Linked DNA regions of Sus scrofa: region 1 is linked to region 2. Evidence: chromatin contacts called from public HiChIP or PLAC-seq data. All regions are on one chromosome and are shown on one strand. Each heading gives the region's core, a stretch centred on a gene start, on an enhancer-like site or on the middle of the called end of the contact. The rest is flanking DNA. Distances are from core to core; before and after follow the strand shown.

Region 1 (2,700 bases), core at 61-2,560, 34 kb after region 2:
GTTAAGAAATAAAAAGAAACGTGATTCAGAAGTCATGCCTTGAGAGAGGGCAGCAAAGCTCATATCTTGATTATACTTCAACCCGAAGTAAAAAAGTTAAGGCAACTGCATTATTAGCCACACCCAAAAGTAAAAGTTTTGATCAAGTGCTGAGAGGTAGAAAACCCACGGGATTCCAAGTGTGGGCTACACCACTTTTTAGTTGTGTGACCTTGGACCAGTCACTTCATCTCTTTATGACTCAATTTTTTTTTTTTTTTTTTTTTTTTTTTGTCTTTTTGCCTTTTCTAGGGCCGCTCCCGCGGCATATGGAGGTCCCCAGGATAGGGGTCTAATAAGGAGCTGTAGCCACCCGCCTACACCAGAGGCACAGCAACGCCGGATCCGAGCCGCGTCTGCGACCTACACCACAGCTCACGCAACGCTGGATCCTCAACCCCCTGAGCAAGGCCAAGGATTGAACCCGCAACCTCATGGTTCCCAGTCGGATTTGTTAACCACTGCGCCACAACGGGAACTCCTATGACTCAATTACTTGATCCGTAATATGCGTATATCATGTGGGCCTTTGTTATGGGAACACAATGAGGAAATGAGTGTGAATGCCCTTTGTAAAGCACAAGACCCTGTGAACCCAGGGTTCACAGGGGTGTTTGGGGTCGGTGATTATAGTTACAGTAAGTTTATTGTGACCACTCACTTGCACCCCGCTGTGCTGAAAAGGAGAAAATTGCATCATTTACCTTCAAGGTAATAGTCCGGCTGGGGGTCTTGATTTCGAAAGTCCCCTCCTCGGCGTCCGCCTTGCAGTCAAATACCGCACAGGAGAGGTCGATGCTGTCCAAGGGGTTTGCATCCTGTGCGGTCCGCGAATAATACAGGTGACATTTTCTCTCGTCGTAGAAAAACCAGCGGGATTTCCAACCCCGGATGGGCCTTTTGCCTCCCAACTTGCTTAAATATCCACAAAGTTTCTTGGGGGCCGCCTCCAGAGGTCGGGTGCAGACCGTCGATTCCTCTGGAGGCAACACCTGGGAGCCCCTGGCCAAGCTGGCAGGCTCTTCGGACACGGGGGCAGAGGAGCTAGACTCCGCGGGGTTCTCCTGGGCGTCCTCCATCGCCACTAGGGACTGCGGAGGAGCTGGATGTCCACTGCCCAACTCCGGCCAAATCTCGGAGATTCAGGGGATACCTTCAAGACGGAGATAACTGGACGAGGGCGGGGCCTTTAGTGACCCGCCTCCAAGAGACGACGGAGGGACGCAGCTCCCTGCGTTGCGTGCACTTCATTGATCTAAAACCCAGTACCTGAGGGTGGCCACGCCCATCCGGACCCCTCCGTATCTAGGACAGGCCTCGACACGCCCCCTGCCGGCTCCTCCCACACTGCTAACTTCCGACTTTTCTTCGCTCCTCTCCGCCATATTTACTGAGGGCAGCCGCGAGCGTGGGGCGGTCCTCGGATTGAAGGCGTGGTGTCCCTGAATTTGGTTAACCAGCGGAAGAGAGGCTGGAGGAGACGCCCTCCACAAATACCTTGTTCTGGTAACACGCGTAATAACGTAGAGGGACAGTCCCTTCTCCAGCTTTACGGGCCTCCCGCCTTTTCTCCCCAGGTGCCGCGCAGGTCCCCGTTGCGGGGCGCACGGCGCGTCCATTGGCTGAAGGGGACACCCGGCTGCGTGGCGACATTTCCGGCGCCGCTCAAAGCGCGCGTGCTTAGAGGGCTCTGCTGGTGGCCTATATACCCGTCAGCAGTTAAGCGACCCTGTGGTTCTCCCCTGACCGTGGCGGCCTCTCCTTCCTCGGTCCCAGTTCCCGCTCGCCTCTTTCCTGAGCTACTCGAGTTATATGGGCGCCCGGCCCGGCTTCTGCCCTTGCTGGAACCCAGTGCTTGGGACGGGTTTGGGCACAGTAAATTGTGGAATCAAATGTGTCTTTACTAACTTTCTCAACTTCTGTCCTCAGTCTGTCTGCCTCTTGTCCTTAAGTTTCCCCCCTTTACTCCTTTAGGCGCTTCCCTCCGCTTGGGCTATGGAGCCCATTTCCTACCACCTCTTGAGGAGCTTCACGGTTCTTCACTAGCCCTTTCTTAGCCCCTCTTTCTTTAGCTTCTCTCTCTTTGCCATCCTTAACAAAATCTTCCTTGTTTTGTTCCGGGCAAATTATACTCAAGGTCTGAGGTTGTCTTTTCTTAAAATTAACTTAACACAGGTTCACTGCAGAAATTATAATAATATTTTGTAAGTCCATAGCATATCTAAAAATGTCTCTTAATATGATAATAGAGAAATAACATTCTCCAAACCGATGATAGATTAATTATACTATTGTTAGGCAAACGGGGGAATGAAAGAAATAAAAGTCCAAATTTAGTTCAGGTGTACCCTTCTGTTACTGACAAGGGTTTTTGACCTCGTTAATACAAATTGATGAGAGGCCAGACAAATTTAGTCAAGGCTTTATTGGCACCGGTACTGCAGCAGGAGGTAGGAAAACAAGTAACAGCTGCCCTTGCTTGCTCCCTGAGGAGGTGGTGGGGATAAGGGTGAGTCTAGGGATCTGGTGGTCTGCCCCCTTGGTGGTGCTGTGTGCAGAGTGCATGCACAGTGCCCTGCTTTTGCTTCTGCCTCCTCAGAAGTGGCTATTAGGTTTTGGTCTTTTTGAATCTTGTTGGTAATTTGCCTCAACTGCATGCGT
Region 2 (2,700 bases), core at 151-2,650:
AGGAAGGACCAGGTCTTGGTGCTGGAGACCAGGGTTAGCAGCTGGACCATGCATGGTGCCCCCATGCATCATGAGGCCTAGGTAGGCTTCTTAGTTTCTTAGGACCCTCTCTTGTCTCATCTGGGCAATATGGACACCAATGCCACCTCACAGAATTTTTCTGAGGATTAGATGACGTCAGATATGTAAAGTCCCTGGTTTCCAGGAGGCCCTCATCAAGTCTTAGTTCCTCCTGACCTTTGCATGAAACATAACAATTATTTATACTAACCTCATAGCTTCCAGCTCCCTTCAAATCTCATTTTAAAGAGGATTAACAAGTTTTGTCCCTTCTGGATTTTAACATGTTCAAACAGATGAGAAATGCATAGGCTTCTGCTTAGCTGCTGAATGAATGAATGTCTATGGACAGCCCCATAGCAAACGTTTAGAGTAGCATAAAATCTGAACATGTTTTCCAAGGATGCTTAGACTGAGAGGCATTACTGTTGGGCTTAACTCTGAATTCTCAGTGATTGCACTTGTATATACTCAATTTCATCCAACTGAAGCTGGGAAAAAAAAATCAAAAATATCTACCATGGGAACCATTCAAATTTGAATAGGGACACTCTGAATATTTATTCTGTGTTAAATAAATGTCACACACTGCCTATTCTGAAAAAAAGAGCAGAATGGCTTAAGTAAATTTTGCTGGAATATATATGTATTTAAATTTAAAGTTGAGCCAAAACTTGCTTTGGGAATATTTGAGATTATTACTCTATCAAGATCAAGATAACTCAGGGCAGCCACGAGAGTCCCCCATAGTACTGGCAGGGGCAGCCCTACCAAGTCACCCCACCCTTTCCTATCCCTGATCTCTTGTCTCCTGCTGTTGGACCAGAAGTAGAAATTAATCCAGGCTGGGCTAGCTTCCTTCCTTTGGCCTGGGACATGAGGGTATCGACAAGTGGGTTGCTGAAAGCCTCGATTTAGAGGCTGAGGTCTCTATTCTGACAGCCCTGATGGACCCTGAATGTCCAAGGAATGGCAGACAGAGAGGCTGGTCTGCTGAGAGAGAAGATAGCAGCCAAGTACTATGAGAGAGACAAGAAACCATGCAGCCCACAGAGGGTTGCACAATCTCAGGGGACTGAGTCTCCTTGGGATGCGGCACCATGGCACCGCCTTGGGTTGTGCTGTGTTGCAGCCCTGCTAGAGTGAGCAGTTGCCTTGGCTTCCAATGACCATCTGGTCCCTGGTTCTCTTTCCTTTTCTTGGCTTTTGGGAGCATCCTCTGTAACATTTAAAATTTTTTTTCTCCTCTGAGTGGATTTTGTTTAAAGCAATGATATCTGACTCAGGCAGTCATGTAATTTGTGAGCTGGCTGTGTGCTACACAGCCCCAGGGGCCCCGCTCATGTGCTCTCTATGGGAGTGGCACCACCCTGAGGACAAATAAGGATAGGGCATGGGACAGGGAACCAAGGCTCTGGTCCAATTTTTTTTTTTTTTTTTAAATGGCTGCACCGCAGCTTATGGAAGTTCTTGGGCCAGGGATTGAATCTCAGCTACAGCTGCAGTCTACACTGCAGCTGTGGCAACACCGGATTCTTTAACCCATTGTGCAGGGCCAGGGATTGAACTGCACCTGTGCAGCAACTTGAGCCGCTGCAGTTGGATCCTTAACCTACTGTGCCACAGCAGTAACTCCCCAACTCTGTCTTGAACATGTCCTTTCACCTGCTTGTCCCCATCTGTACAGTGGGGACCAAGCCTCCTGAATTGCCCTCTCCAGGTCGTTGCAAAGCTCCAAAGAGAGAGTTCTCTTGGAAGGTAGAGGCTGGGCCCTCAGTGGGGCTATGGCTCACCTGTTTAGGCCCTGACAGTAGCCGATGGTAGGGTTCTGCAGGAGAAGGCCAGCAGCACCCGGCGGAGCTTGTCAGGGAAGCTGGAGGTGGGACAGGTGAAATGCTTGTTGTTGGGGAAGGTCCGGTTCAGATCCAGCTCAATCTGGCGGGCAGCGGGGTGCTTGCAGGCCTGGCCCGGGTTAGCAACTCCTGGTAGCGGCCGGGGCCTGTAGGTGCTGGACGCGGAGGTGGACCAGCCACCTCCAGACACGTGGCCGGTGCTCGCGGGGCACGCCTGCCCGCAGCAGCTGCTTGAGCTCTGCTGAGGGTGCCAGCTTGCCCAGGGCAGCCCAGCGCTCCCGCAGTGGCTGCTCCACAGCCTCGTGGGCCAGCAGGTGGTGGGAATGCACCTCCAATGCCTGAATCTTGGCCAACAGCTTCAGGTCTTCCACCTCGTAGTTGGGCACCGTCAGGAAGCCATACTCGTCATACTCACTGCCAGCAAAATCCCACATCAGTGACACCTTGCAAGGCCTTTCCCCAGATAAAGGGTGGCAGGGATAAAGTGGGCCCTGGGTAGGGATCCCGCCTGGGCTTCACTGCAGGTTGGCCATGCAAATCAAGGCAGGGTCACTTCAGGGTTCCGAACCTCAGTTTGCTCTGTGCAATGGGTGCAGGAACTCCTGTTCTGCCTCATGAAGACCCAGTGAGATCCTCTGATGTGAACTGCTAGGGGCTAGATGGTGTCTGGTACATGGCATGTGCTGAAAAGTTACTTATTCATTCATTCTGTGCCAATATAAAGGACTCTCAATAAGAGAGTCCTGTACTGCCTTAGGCCCAAGGAGTCCTGTACTGCCATTACAGA

What was found. HiChIP or PLAC-seq counts read pairs in DNA pulled down with a chosen protein or histone mark.
Region 1: an H3K27ac HiChIP or PLAC-seq map of alveolar macrophages shows a contact between it and region 2. The contact joins the promoter of TBC1D2 here to the enhancer-like site in region 2. A contact is called at or near these places in 1 of 5 promoter capture datasets (liver), 25 of 47 Hi-C or Micro-C datasets (adipocytes, adipose tissue, alveolar macrophages and 14 more) and 2 of 2 datasets of contacts at active chromatin or transcription factors (alveolar macrophages and skeletal muscle).

The regions. Positions count from the first base shown.
Region 1 is chr1:240,048,617-240,051,316 of Sscrofa11.1, forward strand. TBC1D2 (TBC1 domain family member 2A) reads right to left here and starts at 1,311. Exons shown (of 16, transcript XM_021066519.1): 1 at 744-1,311. The coding sequence starts at 1,118.
Region 2 is chr1:240,014,486-240,017,185 of Sscrofa11.1, forward strand. TBC1D2 (TBC1 domain family member 2A) reads right to left here. Exons shown (of 16, transcript XM_021066519.1): 9 at 2,062-2,327; 10 at 2,033-2,059; 11 at 1,896-2,030; 12 at 1,854-1,893. Among named protein-coding and RNA genes, the nearest start is that of CORO2A, 15 kb to the left of the region's middle. Within about 2 kb of position 1,401, at least 2 of the 83 cell types and tissues checked have an H3K27ac peak or open chromatin away from gene starts, as enhancers often do. A contact at or near this core is called in alveolar macrophages, where this site is marked.